3 separate regions of the Mus musculus genome follow, and all the other regions are linked to region 1. Evidence: chromatin contacts called from public promoter capture Hi-C data. All regions are on one chromosome and are shown on one strand. The core of a region is the stretch at or near the end of the contact, and the rest is flanking DNA. Distances in the headings are between cores, read along the strand shown. Region 1 holds the start of Rbmx (RNA binding motif protein, X chromosome). Region 2 holds the start of Smim10l2a (small integral membrane protein 10 like 2A). Region 3 holds the start of Fgf13 (fibroblast growth factor 13).

Region 1 (4,353 bases), core at 1,144-3,643:
AATGATAAACTATGCAGAATTCACTACACATAATCCTGGCTGAATGCTTGATACTGGACAACCTAGAGTTTCTTCAATATTTTCAGAGTTTGTCAATATTTTTACTTTATGAAAGTCAGTGCTAAGAACACTGCTTCACATACATAGGTAATATCAGACACGGTTAGGGTTGTTTCAGAAATTGTTGAAAATTTTGGCCTAGTCCCAAGCCAAAATTCATTTAATGTTTAATTCCTTTTTCCTCTGTCGATAGGGTCTCTCTCCACGGTCCTGGCTGGGCTGGAGCTTACAAGGATCCCCCTGCCTAGGGTTCCCTCTAATTAAAGGTTGTGTGCTCCAATGCTCATCTCTTAACATTTGTTTGTGTGGATTAAAATTCAAAGAGCAGTCATTTGGGGACAGGACCAAGCTGCTTGTAGCCATAGCTAACATCAAATTATTAAGTATTCAACATTGCCCTTGAACTACTCCTTCTCCTTTCTTTGTGTAATGGCTAGTCTTTGGGGGGCAATTTAACAACATCTGGAATCAACTAAAAATCCCCAAAATGGAGGGCATAGGTATATGAGGAATTTTTGCCTAATTTGAAGTAGGAAGGTCTACTTGTTGTGTTTGGTGTGTGTGTGTGTGTGAGAGAGAGAGAGAGTGTGTGTTTTGAGACAGGGTTTCTCTGTGTAGCCCAGGTTGTCTTGGAACACACTCTGTAAACCAGGCTGGCCTCAAACTTAGATCTGCCTGCCTTGCCTCTGAAATGCTAGGATTAAAGGTGTGTGCCACCACACTCAGTGCAAGATCCACTTCTTATCCTGACCTTTCTGGTAAGACACACCTGTAATTCAGATCTTTTGATGTGGGAAGACTATCTGGGTCTTGAGGCAGGAAAACACACCTTTAATCCAGATCCTGAGTACTAAAACCACTTTTAATCTGTGCTATACTTTCCAAGTCCTAGATAAGGGCTTGGAATAAGAAAGCCTTTGCTTTTTGCCTGCTTGCTCTCACCTTGCTAGCAAGTGCATTCCTTCACTGGCATTAGAGCCTACTTTTTAGGGATTCTAGCATCTACTGAAGACCAGCCTCTACATCCAGCCTCGTGGACTGAGGAACTTCTGGGTTCATAGTCAGTCATTGTCGCATTACCTGGTCCACAGTCTGTAAGTCATTCTAATAAATCTTTCCACATATCTCATATATATTTGATTTTGAATTGAATTTTTGTTATGTATCAGAAACCTTTTATTATTGCCACTTTTACTACTATGCCCACATTCAATTCTATCACCCCATATGAGGAAATATGATCCATAGTATAAAAGGCTGGTATCTAAAATCGTTTTTCTTGGGAGGCAAAGACAGGGATCTCCAGCCTGGTCTGCAGAGCAAGTTGTAGGACAGCCAGACAGGAACAGAAAAAGAAAAAAGGAAAAAGGAAAGAAAAGAAATGAAAAGAAAATCCCCTCTAGGTTAAATTGTTATTTTTCTTTCACAAGCAGATAAAAATTTAGAATGCAGAACCTGGTCTGGTAGCTCATGCCTGTAATTCCAGCACTTGGAAATCTGAGGCAGGATCAGAGCTGTGAATTCCAAGACCACTCTCAGCCTGACTGGTACTGTCTCAAAACACAAAACAAATTAAGAATGCTCACTTAAAGTTCAAGCATGCTTGGTAGCATTTTTTTTTTTTTGTTTGGTTTGGTGTTTGAGACAGACTCTAACAAAGCCAGTCTGTGCTGAAACGCGTAACTGCCCTACTTCAGCGTCCCAAATACTGGGATGAAATGTGTGGGTAAGCACTCCCAACTATCGTCAGGGATTTTTGTTTGACAGTCTTAACCCCGAGGCACCTGACTCTGGTCTCACTTGCACAGAAATCAAGTAGGTACTCAGTAATCGTTCTATATGAATGATATTTTTGTAATGTCATCAAGTTCTGTTTTCACTTAACACTTACTTAACAGATTCTTCCAATGTATTACTTATTGCTCAAGAAAATTTAGCCAGTTATTGAGTATCAACGAAACTTCTTTGTTTCTTATTTCTATAACGTTGGCATTCTACCGTTTTTTCACATTGCTTTTGGAATTAGGATTTTCATGCAAAAGTAAAAGTTTTGCGCCTTGTTTGACCTAATAGGTTGCTCAATAAATTTACTTCTCTAGTCAATAAATCCCGTCCAGTGTTTTAGCATATTTAGCGAAGCTAAAAGGCGCCTTGGAGGAGAATGGATGGGGGCAGGGCAAACGGTTAAAATCCGGCACCGGCCAGAACTTTAAGAGACACAGGAAAGAGGCGGAGTGACTAGTGAATGACAAAGGGAACAGCCAATGAAGAATCTGGGAACCACTCCCTCCCCTCCCTTCGTGCTTCAAATTCTAAGCTTAATTTCCATCCGGGTTCTTCAGCCTCGTTCCCGGGTAGTATAAAGATTGCAGTCTCCTTTGTTCGCCCTCGTTGCGCAGTCGTCCTAGCGTCATTTCTGTTCCGTTCTGAAAATCGGTAGCTGTCACTGGTGCGGCGCTGCTCGGGAGGTCCGGTCGGCGAGCTCAGAGGAGCTTGAGACCGTCGCAGTCCCCTCGGGTAGGACTTTCCTTTCCTTGGCCTGTTTTCCATACAGACTTGTTAGAGCTGGATGTCATTTGTTTCCCGGGAGATAGTGGCGGCGGGCGCCATTTTAAGACACCCAAAGGTGTCAACCTATTTAAAGCAGAAGGGGTGGAAGCAGCACATTATGGGGTCAGTTATCTGAGTGCGTCTCCCGGAGGTTTGGCTGTCCCCTGTCGCGGGAGGGCGGAGGGCGCAGCTTTGTAGGTGGGGCGGGACGTGCTGGGACCGCGGGAGTAACACCAGAATAGCGTCCGTGCTAATGATAGGCTGGTGGACTTCTGAGGCTTCCTCTGGTCCTTGGCGGCAAGGAGAGGAAGCTTTCTGAGTTTTCGCTGCAACTGTCAATGCAAAAGTTAGTTCGTCCGGAGGCTGTTGGTGGTTCTGGGTTCGTTCCAAGTGTCGCCATTTTGTCTTTAACACGCGGTTTTTAATGAGTCTTAATTAGGTGTCAGGACTGGAAAAGAGTGTTAAGAGTGTGTGATTCTGAGTTCCGTTATCTTCGGACTCTGGCACTTTTTCTTTTCGATCGGATAACTAACAATCTTTCGTTGGGCTAGATGCAGCGACTTTGTCCTAAGGTAGAGATTTGTCCCTAAACTTAACTAGGGAATCTAAATGTGGAAAGGGCTTGCTCCTTACTTGGTGTGTCTGGCTGGTGACCTTGAATGAATAGGAAGTCTTTTATACCTTTGGCTTCGGGTTGGGGGCGGTGGGGCGGATAGCAAGTAGGTTGATAGGTAACGGAATGTTTTAAAGATAAGAGATCAAGACCATAGCCAGGTGTGGTGGCCCCCTTCTGTTAATTCCTGCACTCTAAGGTTGCAATCTTATATTAAAAGTAAAATACATTTAAAAGTAGCCTTTTTAAGTGTTGAGTAGCTCTTCATTGACTAAAAGCAGGGCAGATGAAGATGGTAAATTAGGCAGGCCCTTTTAACCCTGTTAATGAAAATTGCGCTGCACTGTTAGCCAAAGTATTTCAATTGATTTTCTACCACACTTGAGGTTTATTGGTATCTTTAGTTACTAAAGAATAAAGATTTTAACAAAACATGAGCCATAATTAAGCTGTTCAATAAACTTTGGGGACTTTCTACAGAGAGATAATAATACCATTTTTCAGCAGACCCCCATCGGTTAAGAGGAAAAATGGTTGAAGCAGATCGCCCAGGAAAGCTCTTTATTGGTGGGCTTAATACAGAGACGAATGAGAAAGCCCTTGAGGCAGTGTTTGGCAAATATGGACGAATAGTGGAAGGTGAGTTATCTAAAATCGTATGATATATTAATAAAATTAAAAGACAAGCTGTGATGAATTTGAATCCACTGATCTTCCGACATGATAAATGCATTGTCCTCTAAGAAGTTCTGAGCTTGCTTCTCGCAGATGTGCGCTGATTATCTTTGTTTGAATGAAACTAAACCCCACCCCCCCAACTGTTTCAGTTCTTTTGATGAAGGACCGAGAAACGAATAAGTCAAGAGGATTCGCTTTTGTCACTTTTGAAAGCCCAGCAGATGCAAAGGATGCTGCCAGAGACATGAATGGAAAGGTATGATTGTCTGCTTAATAAAAAGGTGTTTCTTAGTGACAAAAATAACTAAAAAGTGTTATCTAAGTTTCAGTCCAGCAGAGCTCTGAAATTTTTATTTTGTGTATGCATGCATATTAAGAGACTTCTGTTCACAGACACTACTATCCTGAATTTTATTTTATTGGTTTTTTTTTTTTTTTGAGTCAGTCTTGAC
Region 2 (4,528 bases), core at 297-2,796, 1.0 Mb after region 1:
GAAGGGCTGAGCCATCACCCAGAAGACCAATGCCTGAAAAAGAAAGAGAGACTTCAGAGTTGGCCTCCTGTGCATTCCCCTTCTCTACCCTATTCGGAGAGCAGCTGCCTGCTTCCAGAGTCCTTCCCACTTCTCCACACCCTGTGGCACACAGCAGACATGCCACTCATGGCTGGTAGATGGGCTTCTGGGTCTCCAGTGTGTCACTGCAGGTCCTTCAGGGAGCCTGGGCAGCCTGGAAAGGGTGGGAGAAGCAGCTTGTGGGGGAAGAGATGGCTAGAGCCAAGTATTTCCTGTTCTTCCCTGTCTGCAGATGCAGAGCCTCAGTAAGGTCCTCAGACCGGGTTAGGGGAATAAGTGGCTGAGTCCAGTCCCCTGCCCCATCCCCAACAGTGCTCCAGGCAATTTGGGAAGGGCTGTGCACAGCTGCAGAGAGTATCCTTGGGCCTCCCTGCCAAGAAGGAGACAGCCTTCGGATTGGCTCAAAAAGATCTGTTCATTTTATCTGCTCACCTGACTTAGGTAGAGATGGATGGATAATCTTTACTGTCTAGGGCCTTCCTGAGACCTCACTGGCCCAGTCCTCTCCCATTTAGGGTTCAGGTGACATCTCAGGAGTCCTCTGCATAAAAAGGGGTTGGATGCCTGGAAAGTGGGGGCGGGGGCGGGGGGTTCTCTGACAGTGTGCTGGTGATGAGCTGACTCTCCAAGATGCCCCTCGCCCCATCATGAATCACTCTACCAGGCAGCCGGTGTGCCCCGCTGCATTCTCTCTTTCCATAAACCAGTCTGGGTATTTACATGCAGTGGCCACATACCCCCCCCCCCCACCATTCCAACCTGTGGTCGCCTACCTTTAGGCACAGAGCCTGGTAAATCAAGTCCTGTGGTAGTAGCATGCTCTCTTTTGGGCTCTCCCGCTTTTGGCCAATGGGGAGGCAACAGGTTTGCCAGACTCTGGTGATTCTCTGGATGCAGAGGAAAAGGACTGGGCTGTGAAGGTTTTTGCGGTATGGGATGTGGTTCCTCAGGCCCTTCGCAGAGACCTAAAATGGAGGGGCCCGGGCCGTGCCGCCTGCGCCCCCCGCCGCAGTCTGGAGGCACTGTGCGCCCCGCTGTCCTTCCTGCGGCCGCCAGGATGGCGCGGAAGGCGCGGATGGCCCTCTCCTCCGTGGCGGAGGGCGTTTGCTCACTCGATCCGCACCTGCAGGCGGACGTTGAGCATCACTGAGGCCACCATGTAGAAGTAGGGGAAGTTCACGCGCAGGCGCCAGGCTAGGTCGAAGAAGGTGAGTAGCGTGCGCGTGAGCCCCTTGCAGAACGCACCGTAGGAGCTGCGTGTCGCCGCCCAACGCGACAGTCGCACTGCCAGGCCAGACAGGGCCGCCGCCGCAGCAGCAGCAGAGAGGGCCGCAGTCACCGCCATTGGCCTGGCTCACCGCTCACCTGCTGCAGAGCCAGCTCAATGCGCTGCGCCACGCCACCCCACTCTGTCCGCAACCCCGCCCAAGGGCTCCGGGTCCGTGCAGCCTTCAATGCTCCACCCCCAGCACCGCCGCCTTTGTAGCTCTCCGCCCTCTCTCCAGACCTGCCGCTGCTCAGCTCCGCCCCCTCAATGCAGGCTGGAGGCAGAAGTCCTTCTGCTAGTTCCGCAGGTATCATTAACTCATACAGGGTCCAGCTGCTGCACAATGGCTGTAGGGCTAGGGCCAGACTTGCTTCACCGGATTGACACAATCCCATGGATAGGAACCCTCTCTCCACGAAGTCCCAAACCTTCCAAGTGTTTGTCCCACCTGTTCATCGTATTCTTTCTTCCTAGTGTGTACAAAGACTGAGTGGCCTAGAAGGTGTGTTCCTAGGATTCACTGGGGAAATCGGCTAAGCAAGGGTGTGGGGGAGTTAAGGGCTAGCTCTTGGGAACTATTGATATTTCGATAGGAAACTATACCCAGAAATTCTCTCCTATGCACGCTAACACCCTCCACTGTCTCCCCAGGAAGCCAGGTCAAAGGACTCATTGCACCTTTCTTTATTCTCTCTCTCTCTCTACCCCTTTCTCTTTCCTTAACATCTCAATTATTTATGTATGTTTATTTTCTTACGGTCCTTTTTGTTGGCGTAATTTTACATAGTTATACAGTGTGACAATTAAATCCATGTATACAATGCATAAAGATCAAATCATAGTAATTAACCTCTCACCTTATTATTTCTCTGTGTTTGGAGCCTTCTCTCTTCTAGTTCTATTTAAAAACACAATAGGTTGTTATAATCTATAGCCACTGATTTGTCCTCTAGGAACCTAGAACTTAGTCCTCATACCTAATTGTATCACACTGTCTGTAATCCAGATTTCTAGTTCTCTTTCCTGTCTTCTTAGTCTGCTGTAACTCTCTTCTTTTTGAATAACCATTTAAAAAAATAGCCAGATTGAGTCATTACCTAAGACATTCCTTCAATTTCTTTTCTTTTCTTTTCTTTTTTTTTTTTGTTTGGATTGGATTTTCTTTATTTACATTTCAAATGTTTTCCCCTTTCCAGGTCTTTCCTTCAGAAACCCCCTATCCCATCCCCTCTCCCCCTGCCTCTGTGAGGATCCTCCCGCCCTGGCATTCCCTTACACTGGGGCATGGAACCCCCTCAGGCCCAAGGGCCTCTCCAACTAATGTCCAACAAGGCCATCCTCTGCCACATATGTGGCCAGCGCTATGGGTGGCTCAATGTGTACTCTTAGTGTACTAAAATGTCCCACACAGTGCCATCAACTCAATGGCGCATGCATTTTGTTGCTTTTCTGTTGGATTTGCTGGTCGCTCTTTCATGTTAACATCTGATCTTTCTATCAACAGGGTCCACCGAATCCAATCCAAAGCCAGGTCATCTCCAGAGATGCAGGGAACTGTTCGGTCATCTCTGCAAAAGTGAGGGCAAAACAGCCAAGGTTCCACATTGCAGCGCGATGCTTACGTTCAGTAGGTTAGGCAGAGTAAGTGCATTTGTGTCTTAGGATGTCTTCAACTTACAATAGATATACAATAGATATAACAACTAGATATAAGGAGTGTAAATCAAAGATATTGATATGGAGTAGAGTGACCCCTCCATCCTCATTTTTAGTTTATAGCACATCTTTAGTTATGCTTGAGGCTGTGCATATCCATATAATTTTAGAATCAACAATCAATTTTGTCTGTGAGTACAAAAAGGCATTGCTGGAAATTGTGTTAAATAAATAGACCAATTTGGGGGAGAAACTGACATCATTTCTATGCTGATTGTACTAAGCCATGAACAGAATCTGTCTTTGTTCATCAAGATGGTTTTTTATTTCTTTTATTGGCATTGAAATCCTTTATATCATTTATACATTTGTTAAAGGTACTCTAAAATACTAATTTTCTTTGAAGCCATTATAAATGATTTTGGACTTTTGATCTCAGTTTCCATATGCTTGCTCATTATTAGTATATAGAAATGTATTATGTGTGTATGTATATGTGTACACATGTCTATGTATTCCTGTGTGGTTACATAGGCATATTCATGCATGCTTATATGTAGAGGCAAGAGGACAAACCAAGGAAGACTATCCTCTTTGTTTTTTGGATAGTCTCTTAAGGGTCAGAGGCCCTCCAAGTGGATCAGAAGGCCAGAGAGCCCCAGGGATCTGCCTGTCTTTGCCTCCCCAAGGTCTGGGATTAAAAACATATGCCACTACCCAGTGTAATGGCACATGCCTTTGGTCCTCAGCACTCTGCAGACAAGGACAGGCAGACCTCTGCACGTTTCTGGCCAGCCTGGTCTACATAACAAATCCCAGGCTGGCGTGGTGGCACATGCCTTTGATCCCAGCACTGGGGAGACAGGCAAGTGGATTTCTGAGTTCGAGGCCAGCCTGGTCTACAAAGTGAGTTCCAGGACAGCCAGAGATATACAGAGAAACCCTGTCTCGAAAAAAAAAAAAGTCCCAGGCCAGTCATGCCGTCATGCCTACCTATATGCTTCACATACAGTTGAGGCTATCTACAACAAAACCTCCAACAAGCCAAAAGCAAGCAAACAAGCAAGCAAACCCCCTCCTTGTTCCTCCATGCCTGACATTTTACATGTGTTCTGGAGATGTGACTCAGGTCCTCTCCCTTTGTGCTTTACTTTCAGAGCCATCCTCCTACCCTTGAAATAGAAATTTTGGCGTGTTCATCTTGTGTCCTCAGCACTGGGAAACTTTGTAACTAGTATATCCCATCATGTACGAATTAGGGCAGTTCTTTTTGTCCTTTCTAATCTTTATATCCATTCCTTGTCTCATTGCAGTGGCTAGAACTCACAGTGTTAGGCAGAGTTAGCTTCCCCAATGGATGTGTAGCAACAAATGCATTTCCTAAGTCACTGATGCTGAATATCTTTAGAATTATTATTATAATAAACTTTCATATATCTAACTTTTTGATTCAGCGTCTCAATCTGTACCAGAAACTCATTATGTAGCCTAGTCTTACCTTACTTTTGTGTTACTATGTTAAGT
Region 3 (4,380 bases), core at 267-2,766, 1.7 Mb before region 1:
AATGGGAATACAGTGAACAAGAGGAGCTCCAACTGTGCAGGCATTCCAGACACAGTGGGAGCAAACCAGGGGTCTTCGCTCCATGAATTAAGCTGATGTTTTCTTTGCTTTCTCAGAGACTCTGGATAAGTTAAGCATTGGTTTTGCATTTTAGTTTATTTTGAAATGACCTGGGAAAGAGGAGAGGGTCCAGTACAAAAAGCGTAGAGCCCTAGTAGAGCTTTCTATTTAGCCTTGGAGATTAAAACAAAACAGCAAAATAATAGCATCTAAAGGTACAGAGGTGGACGGACTAATGATCTCATTAATGCATTTACAAGGACTGAGAGAAAGAACCTATTAGTACAAATTAGCTAGTAAAAGGCCAAGCTGATTCCAGAATTGGGGGTTATAGATGAATCTTTTTGGTTTTGAGGAAGAAGTAAAAGAAGGAAGCAGGAAATGGGGGATGGAGCAGAGCTGAAATGAAGATCTGGGCTATGCTCTTTTCCCCCAATATTGCCCGTGGTACACGTCCAGGCTCACTGCGTGGCTCCCAAATGGCCAGATGAGGGGGCGACGAGGAGAAAAAAAAAACAAAACAAAAAAAAACAACGAGGCTTGGCCAGTACACTTCAGCACGAAAGGAAAAGTCAGCAGAAACCACTGGGTGGCAGCGTGGTGTGCTGGAGCAGCTCTGCAGTGCCTGCTGCTGCCGCTATAGTGGGGGCTGAACCCGTCTGTGTGCCCTGGCCTCCTCTCCTGAAGGGCTACAAGTGTCGCCATGCAAAATATCTCCGCAGGTCTCTGGTGGGATGTGGGCTATTACTGAGCCATGTGCAGGAGTCTGGGCAACTTCTGGGGTTCTGGCTGGGGCTAACTCTGAGTCCTGTACTCAATGCACACCCTCTTTCCTCTTCTCCCAGCCCCAAAGCCCAGCACAGCCCAGCTCCTGCAAGGCAACTATCTCACCCTAAGTGCCTCCTCCATCACTGTTTCTCCCTAAGCCTCTTTTAGGGAAAAGGAAAGAGGGCTTTGGGCAACGGGGCAGTGTCTTGATCTTCTACAGGTGTTCGTGGGAGCGGGGACTCTGCACCCGGGGGGTGGGGCGGTCGGGGGCGGCGGGCGGGCGGGAGCCAGTAGCTGGGTTCCGGGAGGGAGGGGCCGCCGAGACAGGGAGGGGGCCTCCGCCAGGCTGTCGCGCTCTTCTGGAGGGTGCCTGCAGCGACTGAATTCCTGTGCTGCGACGGTGCCGCGCCCAGAGCAGCAGCCACAGCGACGATGCCAGGCCATTACCTGTTTGATCCCTGCGGGAAAGCTGGCACCGGCCAACTTTTGCCGGTCTTCAGGCGGCGAAGTTGCAAGGACTAGTGGAAGCGCCGGAGGGGCCAGGGCGAGGGCGCGCTCCCCCGTGCGCTGCCTCCTCCCTCCTCGCGCCCGCCGCCCGCGCCCGCGGCCTCTCTCCCGCCCGCGCGCTCTCCCTCCGCCCGCCTCCCTCCTCCGGCCCCCTCCACGCGACACAGGGCGGGGGTGCCGCGAAACTCCGACCCGAGCCGCTTGGACTTGCACCGTGTCCTCGGGGCTCAGGGGCCGAGCGCACGCAGTCACAAGCGCAGCTCTCTGCCTGCCTCCTGCTAGTCTCGCCTGCCATCCCGGCCCGGGGCTGTGGCGTCGGTTCGGACCAAGGCTACCAGAACCCGCGCGGGAGCCCGAGCACCTTCGGAGGAGCTCAGAAGGCATGCTGAGCCCCCTCCGCGACTGAAGCCGGAGTGCCCAGAAGCCCCGGCCAAGCAAGCGCAGGCTAAGGAGACCCAGGCGGCCAAGGCGCGAGCAGCGCAGCAGCGGAGGAGCGAGAGGAGGCGAAGGCAGAGGGGCCCCCGAAGAAGTGGTGGTGGTGGGCGTCGTGGCCATGGCGGCGGCTATCGCCAGCTCGCTCATCCGGCAAAAGAGACAAGCCCGCGAGCGCGAGAAATCCAATGCCTGCAAGTGTGTCAGCAGCCCCAGCAAAGGCAAGACCAGCTGCGACAAAAACAAGTTAAACGTCTTTTCCCGGGTCAAACTCTTTGGCTCCAAGAAGAGGCGCAGAAGGAGACCAGGTCGGAAAGGGGCTTTGCCTTTTATCTTTGCCCTCTCTTACTTTGCGACTGTGAAGGGGGTTGGGGGCGGCATGGAAGCGTAGGTGAGTTTGGAGCCTAGCTTGTGCAGATGAGGCCCCCTAGCCGGTGTGCGTGCGTGGGAAGGCGATTGCTTTTTTTTTTTTTTTTCCTTGCCTCTGTAACAGTTAAACAGGCTTGCTGCAATGCAACTGCCCTGGGACAGGCACAGAGCCCAGGAGCATAGCTTGCCCTGGAGGTGCGCCCTCCTCTTCAGACCTGCCACATGCATGTATGGGTGTGCATGCCCCTGGGCTAAGGGAAGGCGTAACCCAGACAGGCTGTCCTGTAGGTTTGGAGATCGCAAGAGAGGAGCAGGGCTGACTTCATTGCCCATCCCTCCTGGAAAAGCCGGGGAACTCCTATCTTGCTTTCATCACTGCCAGCCAGACCCTTCCCCTCCAGGTTCCAGTCCCAAGGGCTATGAGTTTTCCACTGTTTAGGCATTCCATTTCTTTTCGGGACAGACGTGACTTGTGGGGCAGCTTTGAAGCGTTTGCTGGAGGGGGGGTGGTTGTGGTGGTGGCAATAATTCTAGAACCTTGCGTCAAAGATTTTAGTGACCTGGTCAGACTAGTAAAACTGATAACTTGACATTAAATACAAGACAAAAGACAGCACTTAAATCATCTTCAGGTTGTGGGTCCTTTTGGACCATTTCAGTGCTGAGTGGCAAGGTATTTCCGCGACAGAAGAAATTCCAAAAGCCTTAGGTGTCAGGTTGCGTCAAGGTAGACCTTGGGGGTGGGGGTGGGGGCAGGGAGGGGAGCAGGCAGTTTATTTACCTTTCTTGACCATATAAACCGTCCGCACCATTTTCTTGCCTTTTATTTGACAAGTATTACAGCAAACCAGACTTACTCATCCATCAGTTATTTCTCTGTGTGTTCTACACACCCTGGAATTTCCAAAAGCAGGCATACGTCTTCAGTTTGCACAAAGTTTGTAATGCATAAGCTGTGAATTAAATTTGTTTAAAAAAGCCATTACAACGTGTGATTATGTGACACCAATAAATATTATTTTAATGCAGGTGTCGGTATTCAATGAAAGCAAATAAATTAAATGCTTGATTAATCTATGGTGATTAATACTTGATGATCATTTTAATCAAGAACCTATGTTTTGAGTAATCATGTGTTTTATATTAAATTTGAAAATAAGTACGATTTTATTTTCCTTCCTCTTCATTAACAGAAACTGTTCTTTTCACATCCATTTTCCATAAGGAAAAAAAAATCTGATAGGGCTGGAGATGGCTGTTTTTTCTACCCACTCTTTATTATCTTATGTTGGGAGACTCAGTTTTGTAGCTAGAGGTCCTTTGATGGGATTCCAGGTTAGATAGATAGCCTTCTACAAATTGTGCTTATTCTTAAGGAAATTGTTGCTGGTGGGTTTGGCAACCGGTTGGCGAGCTACTCTACATTATTTTTGTATTTATTTTCCTTCCACATGAAAAGTAACACATTATTCAGAAGGCAGACTATACCATTTGCCAACTCATTCAGAATGTTTAACGAGGTGGAGTGCCACTAGATACAAAAGGGCCAGTGATCAGAAATAGTAGACAGTGTCAAAAGCTTTAGTGTATTACCAATGTTTTGAAATAGAAATCAAATGTTTTTTTCATATATTCTAATGTGTTTTTTCCTTAAATTTCTCATTTGTTTGCTTGTTTTCTTTCTTTCAGAGGACTCTTTCAAAATATAGTTTGATTTTTAACCCCCACTAAAATTTCTATGTTAAAGTAGAATTTTGAATCCTGAATCTCTTCCACTATATATATATATATATATATATATATATATATATATATATATATATATATATTATATCAATTGACCCAAACCATTGTTCTCTTTGCAGAGCCTCAGCTTAAGGGTATAGTTACCAAACTATACAGCCGACAAGGCTACCACTTGCAACTGCAGGCAGATGGAACCATTGATGGCACCAAAGACGAGGACAGCACTTACAGTAAGTGACTGCTAAATAAATAGTATGTACCAGCATATTGTTGACATTGGGTTCTTTTTATTTGTTTTTAATTCAAACAAACTTTGCCAAATCCTTATGTCAATGCAAAATATGATCATGTGACATAACCCTGTTTGCATAGGCTCACCGACAGGAAGTTGAACATGGAAACATCCAAAATACAAAGTTGAGCAAATAGTGTTGACACTATCTGAAGGATGATCCAAATGTCATCTCCATGGTAATCTAGATAGATTTATGGCTGTCC

What was found. Promoter capture Hi-C pulls out the DNA fragments that hold promoters and counts their contacts.
Region 2: a promoter capture Hi-C map of the HPC-7 cell line shows a contact between it and region 1. The contact joins the promoter of Smim10l2a here to the promoter of Rbmx in region 1. A contact is called at or near these places in 4 of 39 promoter capture datasets (the 3T3-L1 cell line, the HPC-7 cell line and cranial neural crest).
Region 3: a contact with region 1 is called in a promoter capture Hi-C map of hippocampal neurons, with 5 times the contacts expected there. The contact joins the promoter of Fgf13 here to the promoter of Rbmx in region 1. A contact is called at or near these places in 5 of 39 promoter capture datasets (cranial neural crest, hippocampal neurons, liver and 1 more).

Annotation. Positions count from the first base shown.
Region 1 is chrX:57,391,076-57,395,428 of GRCm38.p6, reverse strand. It overlaps Rbmx (RNA binding motif protein, X chromosome), which reads left to right and starts at 2,393. Exons shown (of 9, transcript NM_011252.4): 1 at 2,393-2,577; 2 at 3,731-3,862; 3 at 4,051-4,157. The coding sequence starts at 3,754. It overlaps Snord61 (small nucleolar RNA, C/D box 61), which reads left to right and starts at 3,920; the gene lies at 3,920-3,981.
Region 2 is chrX:56,371,535-56,376,062 of GRCm38.p6, reverse strand. Smim10l2a (small integral membrane protein 10 like 2A) reads right to left here and starts at 1,546. Exons shown (of 2, transcript NM_183030.2): 1 at 855-1,546; 2 at 1-33. The coding sequence starts at 1,426. The coding sequence ends at 1,190.
Region 3 is chrX:59,131,572-59,135,951 of GRCm38.p6, reverse strand. Fgf13 (fibroblast growth factor 13) reads left to right here and starts at 1,516. Exons shown (of 5, transcript NM_010200.3): 1 at 1,516-2,075; 2 at 4,002-4,112. The coding sequence starts at 1,889.